3 separate regions of the Mus musculus genome follow, and regions 1 and 2 are each linked to region 3. A link is a contact called in public ChIA-PET and HiChIP or PLAC-seq data. All regions are on one chromosome and are shown on one strand. The core of a region is the stretch at or near the end of the contact, and the rest is flanking DNA. Distances in the headings are between cores, read along the strand shown. Region 1 overlaps Jmjd1c (jumonji domain containing 1C). Region 2 has its middle 30 kb from the start of Gm31416. Region 3 overlaps Reep3 (receptor accessory protein 3).

Region 1 (4,711 bases), core at 112-2,611, 140 kb before region 3:
CCTTTCTATAATGATCCTTCCTTCAATGATCCACGAGCACATAGAATCAAATGTGTCAAAACTCTGCTATGTTTCCAATAGCTTATTAGTAACATGGTCTCATAAAATGGGTTACAAATTTATAAATAAAATTTTAATTTATCAAACATAATATACCATTACCCTCAACAACTTTAGAAAAACAACTCAATAGCTTTATTTCCCTGTTCAATGATGTCTTCCTTCAAAGATAGTAGCAGTACAATGCAGTGTGGTGCGGGCCTTTTTTCAAAAGGTAAGAGGCAGAGGTATGCAGACTGCTGTAAACTGGAGGCTAGCCTACCTTACATAGAGTTTTAGACTAGCCAGGGCTATATAACAAGATCCTGTTTTGAAAATAAGGGAGACATAGAGGCAAGAAGTGAAAATAATCCACAGGTTTTTTTGTTGTTTTAGATAATTTTTAAAGTGAAATCCTTTGACAAGAAAATGTAAAGAACTATAATACTCCTGCATTTTGACAATTTGCAGTATCATTAGTAATAAGGCCTTCTCCATCCTCTGTTAAACCATACTATTTAAAACAACCAAATAAACAACAAAGCCAAGCCAGGAGTGGTGGGTAGTACACACTTTTAATCCTAGCACTCGGGGAGCCAGAACAGGGATACAATTTCAGAACAGTGTACAATTTCACTTTTGTCTCCATAGTGAGTTCTAGGACAGCCAGGAAAACACAAAGAGAAATCTTGCCTTTAAAAAAAAGAAAAAAGCTATTAAAAAATGTTTCCTTCTAAATTCACACAATTCTTTTTGATGTCCCAAATACTTGTGAACGTTTTTAAAAATCTAGAAAGCAATGAAGGAAAGTTACTTTCAAGCCATTTTTTGACATGGCGTGCAGGGAGCTGAGTCAGCTGCTTACAACATCTGCTAAACACAGTTTACCAACCGTGGCTTCCTCAACTAGGCCAGGGACTCCTGAATGCTTTCTAAGGTCATAACTGAAAATATTCAAGAACACCTTGGCTTAAAAGACAAACAATCCACAACAGGGGAGTCCAACCTAAGTAAAATGAAAGCAGTCTCCTAAAGCTTGCTGGGTATAAACTAACAGAGAGGGATATGGCTAGGTTATGTCAAGTTGACAAGACACTAGAGTGAGCTGAAAGGAGGGAACCTCAGCTGAAAAATGGCCCCATAAAAATCAGGCTGCAGCTAATCTTGTAGGGCATTTTCTATGTAAGGGACATTGTGGGTGGTGCCATCCCAAGACTGGTGGTCCTTGTTGCTAAAAGAAAGCAGGCTGAGCAAGCCATGGGGAAGTATGAGAGTAAGCAGCATCTCTCTGTGGTCTCTGCATCAGCTTCTGCCTCCAGGTGTCAGCCCTGCTGGAGTTCCTGTCCTGACTTCCTCTGATGATAAACAGTGCTGTGGAAGTGTAAGCCACATAAGCCCTTTCCTCCAAGTTTCTTTGGTCCTGGTATTTTGTTGTAGCAATAGGAAGTCTAGCTAAGTCGGATAGTATATACATAAAGTTTCGTCTATGACTTTCTGATTCTTACAGAACAAACCTCAAAGTTCTACTCTAGTTTTTATATGAAATGAACATTCAATTAAAATGTATTTATGTAACTTCTAAACTAATTCTCTACTACAGATTTCTGAACTATCTTTCTCTTTTATTCATGCTTCTATGGTAAGGACACACACCTGAGAAGTACTATACCATCCATTCCTCTAAAAATGAAGGGGAGGGTGGACGCTGAAGAGATAGCTTAGCAGTTATGAGCACTGGCTGTTCTTCCAGAGGTCCTGAGTTCAATTCCTAGCACCTATATGGTGACTCCTAATTGCCCATAACTCCAGGTTCACAGAATCTGGAGCCTTCTGGCCTGCATGAATATTAGGTGTGCATGTGGTACATACACATGTATACATGTAGGCAAAATACTTATGCACATAATATAAAAAGTCATCCTTAAAAAAATCTAGTTCAAATTAGAATGATTCCTGGGGTTAGTCATATTTGAGCTCAGGACCTCTGGGAGAATTTTGATAATATACATACATACATACATACATCTGCAAATACATGAGATATGTATTGTTACGAAAATAGCAATAATGAAGGTCTGCACACACCTCTAACCCCAGTACTTAGGAGGTGCAGGATAAATAAGCCACACTGGTCTAAACACACACTTGGGGGCGGGGGTGGGGACGAGACAGAGAACAAAGTAACAAACAGGGGATAGGGAACCTAAAATTAGTTTTATGGTAACAAAATACTTGAACAGCTCAATATTATTAAGGATGGCAGTATGCATGCTGTACTTGACAATGATATTCAACATTTAATTTCTACTGTTAAAGTGATGTTTAGTATACGTAAGAATTCCTGGTTTTAAAAACAAAACGGGGAGCGAGGTATGGTGGTGTATACCTTTAATCCCAGCACTAGGAACATAAAAAGGGCAATTATCTCTCTGAGCTTTGAGGCTAGCCAGCATGGTCTACATTAAATTCTAGGCCAAACAGGGGCAACAACGAGACGCTGTCTTTTTGTTGTTTGTTTAAGAAGTATTGAGTTGTGAAGGCATTAAAATGTTTGCTACCATTTTCTAGGAAGGCAGGGTATTTGGGCTCAGAATGTACTTAGTGGTAGAGGTGCGCATGCTAGCAATTAAAAGGACATGTATGCAGTCTCTAGCGCAGAGGGAAACTTGTTCTCTAACAACACTTAGTTTTAAATTTTACTCAAACTGTAATTCTTCTATAAATAGAGTTACACATGAGTATGTTTCTAAACGTAATTTAAGCTTTTACAGATACTCATAGGAGTCGTTACTATTGATTACTATGTTAGGATGCAATCATAATTCAATTAGTACCTTTTTTTACTTTCTTTTCACAACCTCTTGTGCTATCAAAGCTACAATCTGACACTTTTAAAACATTCTCCTTCGACTTCTTATATCCCACTGTATGAGAGACTGAATTAGAGAGTTTGTCTAATTATGTTTGAAATGGCCTCTCGGGGCTGGAGAGATGGCTCAGTGGTTAAGAGCACTGACCACTCTTACAAAGGTCCTGAGTGCAAAGCCCAGCAACCACATGTTGGCTCACAACCATCCCTAATGAGATCTGATTGCACTCTTCTGGTGTGTCTGAAGACAGCTACAGTGTACTTACATATAATAATAAATAAATCTTTAAAAAAAAAAGGCCTCTCTGCTTGTGTTAGTACATTTACTATCAATGCAGTTTCCCCCCACAGGATTTTGAAACCTAGTGACGATCGATTACTATGACAGGGGGTGACATCACATACAAGCCAGCATTCCTGCCAAGAACATTCTAAGTCCAGTGGAAGAGACATAATGCAAAAAGTTTCATTTAGGATACAGAATTCACACATGCTTTAGTGGGGATGACAAGAGAGCTAGTTAGGTACAACAGGAAAAGTTATCTCTGAAGAGCAAGTGGTCCTTTTGTAAACTGAGGGGAAAAAAATGAGTTCTTTGAGTTAAATCTTTAAAAAATACAAAAGGTACTTGCATGAATACAGGAGATCAGGGGAAAAGCCTCCCAAACTGAAACAGGCATGCAAACACAGAAGGATCAAACAATGGAGTGTGCTGAGGACTCTTAAGGACATTGAGGACTCTAAAGGACATTGTAAGTATGGATTAACTTAAAAAAAAAAGCTGAAATCATAATGCTAGACAGTGTGATACAGTTTTCATCTTTGCAATGGTACAGACTAGCTGTGTCCATTCTAGGCCTTCTCTCCCTCACAGCACTGTTCACAACACTGCCTCCAGGACTCCACAATGCTCTAGTTACAGGGCTGCACAGTCATCCAGTGGCCACCCTCCCAATTAATTAAGTCCTTTCTTTCTTTCTTCCTTTCTTCCTTTCTTTCTTTCTTTCTTTCTCCCTTTCTTTCTTTTCTTTCTCCCTTTCTTTCTTTCTTTTTGTTGTTGTTGGTTTTTTTTTTTTTTTTTTTTTTTTTTTTGCTGTTGTTGTTTTGTTTTGTTTTTTTGGAGGTAGGGTTGGTTTCTTTGAAACAGGGTTTCTCTGTGTAGCCCTGGCTGTCCTGGAACTCACTCTGTAGACCAGGCAGGCCTCAAACTCACAAAGATCTGCCTGCTTCTGCCTCAGGTGTGCTGGGATTAAAAGTGCAGCCCCCTCCCTCTCAATTCTAATGGCTTTAAAATTACTCAATTTTTATTTTGTTATTAAATAAAATAGATGTTATTAAAATGTTTATTATGACAGAGTTTGCTTATTGTTTCATTATCCACCATACCTCCTGTAAAACTTAAGCTCTATGAGGACAGGAATTTATCTTGGAAGTACTCAGAATATATAAATGGCTAAATAAATAATTATCTAATAGTAGACATGAGGTTTTTGTATAGAACTTGATTCAGAGCACAGAAAAAGTTGAAACCTGACACCATCTAGGGTAGGTTGTAAAATAGCAAGCAACCAAATTGGGAAGCCACTTAATATAAAAACTACAAGGGAGAAACCGACAAATGCAAGTAATGAAGAGATTAGCTATTTTATTATTTACATGTATACACATGTACAAAAAAATAAAAACAGGTGACATATGGCACATGGGACTTCCTTTATAACAACACACGAGTGGAAGAGCATACATTAAGATTGTAAGAGCCAGAGGAACCGGAAGTTTGGTATGAGATTGTATGTCCTAGGG
Region 2 (4,605 bases), core at 759-3,258, 200 kb after region 3:
ATCCAGCTCTGCAGTGGGAGACACGAAGATCAGAGTTGAAGTGAGGAAAGATGAGGCACACTTTACCCATGTCTCCATCACTGAACATGCTATCAAGCATGTAACTAGGGAAACACATGATCCCTCACCCTCACTACATATAACGACATGTTTAATTCAGGCACTATTTGTTTTTACAGATTTATCACTTTTTTTTAAAAGATTTATTTATTTTATTTATATCCATACATTGTAGCTTTCTTCAGACACACCAAAAGAGGGCATTGGATCTCATTACAGATGGTTGTGAGCTACCATGTGGTTGCTGGGAATTGAACTCAGGACCTCTGGAAGAGCAGTCAATCTTCTTAACCACCGAGCCATCTCTCCAGTCCAGATTTATTACTTTTGTTTTGATGATGATGATGATGGTGATGATGGTGGTGGTGGTGGTGGTAGTGTGTGTGTGTGTGTGTGTGTAGCAGCTGGGGTGGGGTGGGGAGTTGCACACATAAGTCAGGTACCTGTGGAGGCTCAAGTGGACATTAGATCCTCCGAACCAGAGTTACAGGGATCTGTGAGCTGCCTTATGTGGTGCTGGGACATAGACTCCAGTCTTCTGCAAGAGCAGTGCCTGCTTTTAACTGCTGAGACATCTGTCTTTACAGTTACGTTTCTTAGAAGAGACTAATGGGAGGGGGAGGGGATATGGCCTATGCTGTTCCTCGTGCATACTTGTTTGAAAAATGTCCTTCTATAACACAGTGCAATGCATTTGTGGCTATCTGAGGTTTGCTGTGGGGCCATCCCAGACTATTTGTAAGTTCTAGGCCAATGAGAAGTCTTGTCTCAAAGGGAAAAGAAAAACCCCAAGAAATTGTGAATGATACCCAAGGTCTTCTGGCTTTCACATGCACTCACAGTCACACACATACCCCCCTCCACGAACACATGCATGCACACATACACATGCACACACAGATTTGCAAGTTAAAAAAAAAATCTGAATTCTACCACCTCATAGGTCCCCAAGAAAAGACAGCGATAGTAGTGTTCACGACAGATTACTTTCTTGTCCAGTGAAGCATGGCACCTGATGAGTATGAGACCGAAGGACTGTTGAACCTCCTAGATTAGCCTGCAATTGTGAAGGATAGGACTCTAGGGGTGCACTGCAGAAGCCTCCCCTCCCCACTGAGGGATGTTCCAGGAGCCATTCCATGTACTGACAGAATAGCCACAACAAACCCCTTTCCCCTTACTTTGAACTTTGATCTCCAAAAGCCACGTGAATGTGAAGGCTGATTTATGTCAGTGGGTCTTGTGTCGCAGAAGGCGGGTCCAGCCTGGTCCCTGGCACACCACGAAGATTTCCTCCAGCTGTCAATGTGAGAGATGCCTGGGTTAGCTTTTTCTTTTTTCAGAGGACCATCTCCACTCTCACTGAACTGTAGGGGGTGGAGCCAAGAGCGCTCTCACCAGCCCAGTGGGTTGTGATGTGATAGGCATCCTTCCTACATGTTCGCGCAGAGACGTGATTTTACGGAGCTTCCGAGCACACTGAATCCAGTCATGGCATTTCAAGCAGTGTTAAAAAGGAAGAGGTTAGAAGACTTAAATGTGAGGCCAGGCCTCCCAGTTCTGTAGACATCCTTCTATCACAGATTTTACTGTTGTAGCAATATAATCTAACTCTGTTCTCTCTGGCTTAAGAAGGGCAGCCCAGTGCTGGCCAAAGTGATGGGGGAAAATAAGAATTTATAAACCGTTTGTCTCCGTAGTTTCAGCCTCCTGAAATCTGCTGTCCTTCAAAGTACAACCCGATTCAGGCTGAGACCATGAATCCAGCGTGGCTCTGTGTCACACAGTCTACCTTCCCCCCTACAACCCCATTCAAGGTCAGTTATTCATTCCTCCCCAGCAAACAAACAAAAACATTCAAAACCACAGACAGGGAGTAGTGTGATTCAAAAGCCTTGACTGAAGCAGGAAGCCTGTGGCCATCTGTAGAGCAGCCACTTCCTGAAGAGACACACAGCCATGACCCTGTTCCTTGGAAGAGTGGGTGCTGCCTGGGCTTGATAGGAACAATGAGTCAGGCAGGAAGTGGCTGAGGCACGAGGTTTTCTTTGTTGAGAAGGCAAACATGCAAATAAACTGGGAGAAACAGTGTCAGCTCTTTCCAGGGCGCTCAGGGAGGGAAGTTAGAGTTTCACGCACCCTGTACAAAAGTTGCAGTTGCAATCCGATGCCTTTTCCCTTGACAGTGGTGCTACACTGCGGTGTGGTGGTTAATGGTGATTGACAGGATCTAGAATCACGTAGGTGACACACTTTCCTGACCTTTCTACGAGGGAATTTCCAGATCAGACTAATTGAGGTAGTAGCACTACCTAAACTGTAGGTGGCGCCATTCCCTGGCGTCCTAGACCGACTCAAAAAGTGAGTGAGCTCAACACTAGCGTTCATGCATCTCTTCTTCCCGTGTGTATACAATGTATCCAGCCGCCTCAAGCTCCAACCCCATGCCTTGCCTGCTAAGCCGAATAAACTCCCCCTCTGTTGAGATGTTTCTTGGCAAGTATTTGACGAAAAAAGAAAAGCAAAATTGATACAGCTGGAAATGAACCCTAGGCTTTCCTCTATCAAATGCTGGGCGAGTGAACTTGGTATGTGATTAAAAGACTGAGCTGGGGCCTTCATCTGTGAAACTGGCATAGCAAGGCTTTTCTTAGGGGGAGGGGGACTATGCTTTTGTGAGAGATAAATAGGACAAAGAGTGATACTCTGATACAAAGTAAGGAGACAAAATAATCATATTTTTAAGTATTTCACACATAGAGAAGGCCCAGAGAGAATGATACAGTATAGTCACACCCCAGCTTAACTAAGAGACACGACTTCCTCTCTATGTTCTCTCTACTTTTTTCCTTCTTGTAGGTAAACACAGTCCAATATTGACACATGGATTCCCATGGATAGCTTCCCGATTTATATTAAAAGCCATATTCAGCATATTGTTTGGATGTTTCCAAACGTGACAATATGCTCTCTATATTATTACATAGCTGCATTTTGTGATTCAGGATTCTGTCTGTGATGCCAGCCCATGGAGAGACTGAGGCAGGAGGATCAAGAGTTCCAGGTCAGACTGGGCTAATTAAAATCCTATTGGGGGTGGGGGGGAACCCAAGCCAAACCAAATAGAACCAAACCAAAATTCCCTGTTTGAGGATTATTCTTTCTGATCTCTGCAGCTTTGATTCATTTTTACCACGTTTTACCTTTAAGAAGTTTATTTATTTTACGTATATGGTATGAATATTTTCTCCACATGCATGCTGTACTTGTGGAGGCCAGAAGAGTGAGACAGATTCTTTGAAACTGGAGTTACAGCTGGTTTTGGATCACTTAGGTAGGTGCTGGCCATTGAACCTGGGTCCCCTGCAAAAGCAACAAATGCCCTTAGCCACTGAGCCATCTTTCCAGCCTTCATTTGAATTCATGGCATATTTGCTTACTGTCGATGGTGAATATATAGGTAGTTTCATTTTTTTCCCCAAGAGAAATGACATAGTTACGGAAGTTTTTGTGTGCCTTGGTGACCTCAATTTGTAAAACAAAATAAAAATGCTTGCAATTTACACCTCTATCCCTTACCACTACAATTGCAAGAACATTTTCAAGTTTATAAAATGCTTTTAAGTTTATTAATGCTACCACCACAGAGGGTTTTCTACCCTCAACCCTCCATCAATTATAACTCTTTATGCCATGAAATCTCAAAGACTTTCTCACCAAAAGAACGGAAGTACCGTTTGCAGGAGCTCAAAGCCACTTCTTCTGAATCCTTATATTTCAAATAGGGTTTCAGATTCCACTGTTGAAGTTTGTTGAGCCAAAGTCTTACAGTAAAAAAAACAAAACAAAACAAAACAAAAAAACCGAATTCAATTTCCAATTTTCCACCCGGAGGCAAAGAATAGTTCTTGGCGGTAACCATGGCGTTTTCTGTCGGGCCAGTGTGGCTTTTTAGTTATTTTTCCCTGTAATCAAGATTTCCATGGCTGAAGGAATACTTCTTCAGAAGTGAGTGCTCTCACGCCTTGGCGCATTTCCTTGCAATTTTTTACACAGATTGTTTACGTAGTAGGAACCTCATTCTTAGTCCAGCTTCGTGCTCTGCATTTTGAACTTATCATTATAAAGTAGTCTTTTCCCTCTGTGGACTTTTAGTGGCCAAAATTTACCCAGAAAGGAAGTCTGTGCCTCCAAGGATGGTTCTCGGAAATGAAGAAGAAACAACCATTCCAACCCCTTTCATCCCAAGCTGTGGAAGAATGTCTCTTCAGGGTATTTCGTCTGCCCCGCTAACTCCTTGTTAATTGCACCAGTGGACTTCTCTGTTTAGTTTGGTGCTCATAAAGGTGATGACTGAAGTTTTTTAAAAAATGTACAAAATAGATCTCAGCAGTCAGAAGGTCCCCTGCAAGAGGATCCAGCCTCAGTTTTCAGGATCCAGGTCTAGTGACTCACAGCTGCCTGTTATTCCAATTCTGGTGGGTCATGCAATTCTCTTCTGGTTTCCAAGGGCATCTGCACATTAGTGGCACACACACACACACA
Region 3 (4,720 bases), core at 495-2,994:
TCTTGCCATGCTGACAGCCTATTGTTTCTTCAGAATCAGTTTTAATCCAAAATGAGAGTGAGCAGGACATCAGCTGGAAGGACAGTAGCCCAGAGTGAGCGCTACATTGTCGCGCATCATCAGCTGAGAGGACAGTAGCCCAGAGTGAGCGCTACATTGTCGCACATCATCAGCTGAGAGGACAGTAGCCCAGAGTGAGCGCTACATTGTCGCGCATCGCTGTTGGCAATGCAGAATGTAGATGCTCTACCTCTGCTTCTAAGGGTCTCTCTTTCCCAGATCAGTGCGTCTTCAGAAGCTGCTGGAGGTGAGTCCAGATGGAGGAGGCTCTACAAAAAGATTTTCTCTGGGAGAGAAAAATAGTCTGCAAAAAATCAGAATGCTACTGTTGTATAGTATAGTGATAATGAATAGAATTCTTTTTTTTTTTTTTTTTTTTTTTTTTTTTTTTTTGATTTTTCAAGATAGGGTTTCTCTGTATAGCCCTGGCTGTCCTGGAACTCACTTTGTAGACCAGGCTGGCCTCAAACTCAGAAATCCGCCTGCCTCTGCCTCCCGAGTGCTGGGATTAAAGGCGTGCACCACCACGCCCGGCGCGAATAGAATTCTTAAATGTATGTTGAATTTTGGGGCAGACAGGGAGCACACAAGTGTTATGGAGTGAGTTCTAGAACAGCCAGGGCTACACAGAGGAAATCCTGTCTCAACAAAACAACAACAAAAAGCCAGCCTCTCCTCACTGGCTTGGAATTTGCTAAGTAGCCTGGGAAAGTGTCCATTAAATCCTAGGAACCCACCTGCCCCCACCTCCCCAGAGCTAAGATTACAAACTCACCAGCACACCCATCTTTTTAAGGAGTCCTGGGACTCAAAGGAACGGCTCCATGCATGAGAGGAAGTGCCTTTCAGGTGTTCTGTCTCCTATTAGAAGCACCTGATTGCTTAACCACACCCACTGTCACGTTACAATTGTATTCTCTGGTGTGCTATTTTGGTTGCTTGAAGACATCGGTTTACCAAGTGGTTATAATGAGGAAAAAAAACAGGAGGACCGAGAAGTCGCAAACCAAAGAAAATTTTGCAAATAAAAATATAAATACGCAATACAATGAACCAGCATAATTGATGTAGCTGAGCAACAGATTGGATTCTTGGTTTCCTGGCAATCCGTGAAAAAGAAAGGCATCATGTAGCCTTATCAAGTAGGAATAAGAACTTTTTAAAGTGCTGAGCACTGCACTGTATTACTGAATTCTAAAGGAAACCTCACCCATGAAATTTCACAAGCAAGGGTACAAGCATCGTACACACTGCCTGCCCTCGACACTGCCCCTCTTGTGTTTGTGGGCTTCCTGAAGCAGTTTCTATACTTGAAGGAAAATGTAAAATATAATACAACTTTTTCCTCTCAAGGGAGCTTAAAAAAAAATAACCCATGGTCAAACTTAATCTAATGCTAGGATGAGCCTTCATGGAGGAATAAAGGTTTAGAACAAGGCAGTACTGGTTGGTCACAGGCGGCTCTATAGAACTTCAGACTGTTGTTGGTATGAGGCTGATGAGCCAAGTTGACACCACAGAATTCGAATGTGGTGAATAACTAGTGGTCTGTGCTTACCACAGGAATGGGGCCGAAGGGACGACCACTATGAGTTAGTCCATCCGGTTTGTCAACCCTGCTCCAGTCTATCTGAGTGCCGGCAAAACAGCCCTTGTGGGATACGCAGAGTCCGCTTTGGTAACAATGTTGCATTTCCTGTTGTTCTGAGGGTGGGACGCTAATTGCGGAAACTCATCCAGACAAACCTGCTGCTGCTGCTGCTGCTGCTGCTGCTGCTGCTGCTGCTGTCTTCCACCCTTCTGACTTTTGATTCTGTAGTTCATTGTGTTTATTTGGTATTACTTCTATGGTTTTAGTTACTCTCTAGTCTGGTTGGGGTTTTTGTTTGTTTGTTTGTTTGTCTTGTTTTGTCCTTTAATATATTAAAATACCATGTGTTTGATTCTGAAAGGAGTGAAATAAGAATTTGCCAAGCAACGTTATGCTTTGACATATGGAGACTCATCAAATGAACTCCACAACATTTGTTTTAACAGTTAGTGATTTGAAATCTCTTACAGTATTAGAAGCATAACTTGTGATGCAAAGGTTTTAGGGAGGTGTAATGCTGAAGTTAACTATTGTATTTATTGGTCTTCTTTTCTAGGCATGACTACTTTAATCCATATGTTTACTCTACTTTTTAAATTATTTTAGATTTATGTGTATAAGTATTTTACCTACCTAAATGCCATATGTGTGCCTGGAACCATGTGGGGGCGGAGAACTAAACCTGGGTCCTCTTACAAGAGCAGGCAATGCTCCTAACCACCGAAACATCTCTCCAGTCCCTGTTTATTCTATTTTTAAAACGACTACTTCGTGGGCCTAGAAAGTTGGCTTAACAGTTAAGAGCACCGGGCGTGGTGGCGCACGCCTTTAGTCCCAGCACTCAGGAGGCAGAGGCAGGCGGATTTCTGAGTTCCGTGGTCTACAAAGTGAGTTCCAGGACAGCCAGGGCTATACAGGGAAACCCTGTCTCGAAAAAAACAAAACAAAACAACGACAACAACAAAAAACAGTTAAGAGCTCCTGTTGCTCTTGCAGAGGACTCAGGTTCAATTCTCAGCACCCACACAGCAGCTTACAACCAACCCTAACTGCACCCCAGGGAATCTAATGTCCTCTTCTGACCTCTAAGGGTACCAGACAACACACATAGAACACAAACATACTCGAAAGCAAAACACTCATGCATAAAATCAATCTAAAATTTAATTTAATGCTTGTTTGGCTGGTTTGGTTATTGTGTTTTTTGAGACTGATAGCCCAGGCTGGCCTTAAACTTTCAGTAATCCTCCTGCCTCAGCCTCTCAAGTGCTAGGATTATAAGTGTGCACCATTATGGATAACTAAAAGTAATATCCTTTCAATTCAATGTTTATTTTTATATATTATTGTATTGGTAAATTAAATATAATGGTGTTCCCTTCTAAACAGTGTCTGTGTCTGTGTGTGTGTGTGTGTGTGTGTGTGTGTGGTATTTAACCATGTCCATTTTTTAGTTCACACAATTGAAGGGGCCACTTTGCCTTACTGGAGGTGTGGGCTATCTTGAACATTTTGGCCAAGTTTTCATTCCTTTGGTGGCAATAAGACAGAGAGGAAATGAGTAACTATTTCTTTTTGCCTATATAACTTTTTTTAAAAAAATCAAATTTCTGTGAATTTTATATGGAGTAAATATTCCCTTTGTAAAGCTTAAGTTGCTCTTGTAGGTGGTCTCCTAAAATGTAGTTTCATTTTATAACTCCCCGTGCCTTGGCTCCATGCCCGACCTCCCAGGTTACAGACGTTAACAGTAGACCCCACTCATTAAGGAACTAACACTTCCCTTCAAAACAACCCCTAGAAAACATCACTAATGTACCTAATAAGTCACTCTGCCGTATTCACATTGGACAATAACTCGTGAGGTTAACAGAGGCTCAGTCCTTAAAACCCACCCCACTATTTATAAAGACATCGACTCTTTGCCCAAGTTGCAAACGAGAAGCAATATTGGTTTTTGTTACTTCAAAGAAGAGGTGTTCAGGATAATCTACTTGTTTGTTTGATTATTCTGTCTAATGTAGAGGTTAAGGAATAAGAGCAAGTTGGGCACCTTTAATCCCAGGCACTCCAGAGGCAGAGGCAAACGGGTATCTGAGTTCAAGGCCAGCCTGGTCCACATAATGAGACCCTGTCACAAACAAACAAAATTAAATAGGGGCAGAACACCTGTAGACAGAGTATCAATACCAAATTTTTACTATATTTGTGAAAAGTATCTGCTTTGGAAGCCAAGTGTATGCTAAATAATACATTACACTGTCTAATTATTGAACTAAATACAGGATGACTAAAGTCTGGCCAAGATTTTCCATAAAATTCAGAATGCCCAGAATTCAGATGTTCTATATAAAAAGGTAGACGCTTCGGAGGAAGTGTGTGGCTTAATTAAGAAAGAATAAAGCAGAAAGAAAAGGAAGAGTTTGGGAAGAAAGAGCTAGGGCTCTATGAATTACAGGCAGGAAGCTATCTATGCTCAGGACCAGAGTGGAAATGCTGGAGGCATAGTGAGAGTCTGGGATGGAGCAGATGGTTTGTATGAGGAAGTGGTCTTCAATTATATTTTGAGGAGTTCCCACAGAGGCTGGTCTGCAAGGGACATCCCTGAGCACAGTGGTGTGACGTGTCCATTAGAAAGTCCCCTGCTGGCATGCCAAGGAACATGTTGGGACGGCCAAAATGTCAGCTGGATGGCATGAGCCCAGTGTATTATTGGCCATGAGATTTTTTTTTTGTTGGTATATTTGTGTGTGTGTGTGTGTGTGTGTGTGTGTGTGTGTGTGTGTGTGACAGTGAGAGTGTGAGATCAGAACACAACTCGTTGAAGCCATTTCTCTCCTTCTACCAGGTTAGATTCTGGAAATTATATTCAGAACATCAGACATGGTGACAAGTTAAGCTGCCTTTCTGCCCCTTTCAATCTCATAAGATTAAAAAATAAAGCAGGCAAATCGGCACATCTACTGTCACCAAGGACAAACCATCAGGCCTGGGGGACAGACTGGATGGTCTAGGGTAGGATGTGACAGGCCCGTGCAGAGAAGGATAGCCTCAGTGAGTTCCACCCTG

Evidence for each region. ChIA-PET counts read pairs in DNA pulled down with a chosen protein or histone mark. HiChIP or PLAC-seq counts read pairs in DNA pulled down with a chosen protein or histone mark.
Region 1: an H3K27ac HiChIP or PLAC-seq map of microglia shows a contact between it and region 3, with 5 times the contacts expected there. The contact joins two enhancer-like sites. A contact is called at or near these places in 3 of 115 datasets of contacts at active chromatin or transcription factors (effector CD8 T cells, memory CD8 T cells and microglia) and 3 of 9 other capture datasets (adipose tissue, liver and pancreatic islet).
Region 2: a contact with region 3 is called in an RNA polymerase II ChIA-PET map of effector CD8 T cells, with 14 read pairs. The contact joins two enhancer-like sites. A contact is called at or near these places in 1 of 484 Hi-C or Micro-C datasets (bone marrow-derived macrophages), 6 of 115 datasets of contacts at active chromatin or transcription factors (bone marrow-derived macrophages, effector CD8 T cells, embryonic stem cells and 1 more) and 1 of 9 other capture datasets (embryonic stem cells).

Annotation. Positions count from the first base shown.
Region 1 is chr10:67,206,726-67,211,436 of GRCm38.p6, reverse strand. The region is part of intron 3 of Jmjd1c (jumonji domain containing 1C); the gene reads right to left. Among named protein-coding and RNA genes, the nearest start is that of Nrbf2, 76 kb to the left of the region's middle. Within about 2 kb of position 1,361, at least 45 of the 459 cell types and tissues checked have an H3K27ac peak or open chromatin away from gene starts, as enhancers often do. A contact at or near this core is called in memory CD8 T cells and microglia, where this site is marked.
Region 2 is chr10:66,862,069-66,866,673 of GRCm38.p6, reverse strand. No RefSeq gene overlaps it. Among named protein-coding and RNA genes, the nearest start is that of Gm31416, 30 kb to the right of the region's middle. Within about 2 kb of position 2,008, at least 239 of the 459 cell types and tissues checked have an H3K27ac peak or open chromatin away from gene starts, as enhancers often do. A contact at or near this core is called in bone marrow-derived macrophages, effector CD8 T cells and memory CD8 T cells, where this site is marked.
Region 3 is chr10:67,066,180-67,070,899 of GRCm38.p6, reverse strand. The region is part of intron 1 of Reep3 (receptor accessory protein 3); the gene reads left to right. Among named protein-coding and RNA genes, the nearest start is that of Reep3, 28 kb to the left of the region's middle. Within about 2 kb of position 1,744, at least 73 of the 459 cell types and tissues checked have an H3K27ac peak or open chromatin away from gene starts, as enhancers often do. A contact at or near this core is called in bone marrow-derived macrophages, effector CD8 T cells, memory CD8 T cells and 1 more, where this site is marked.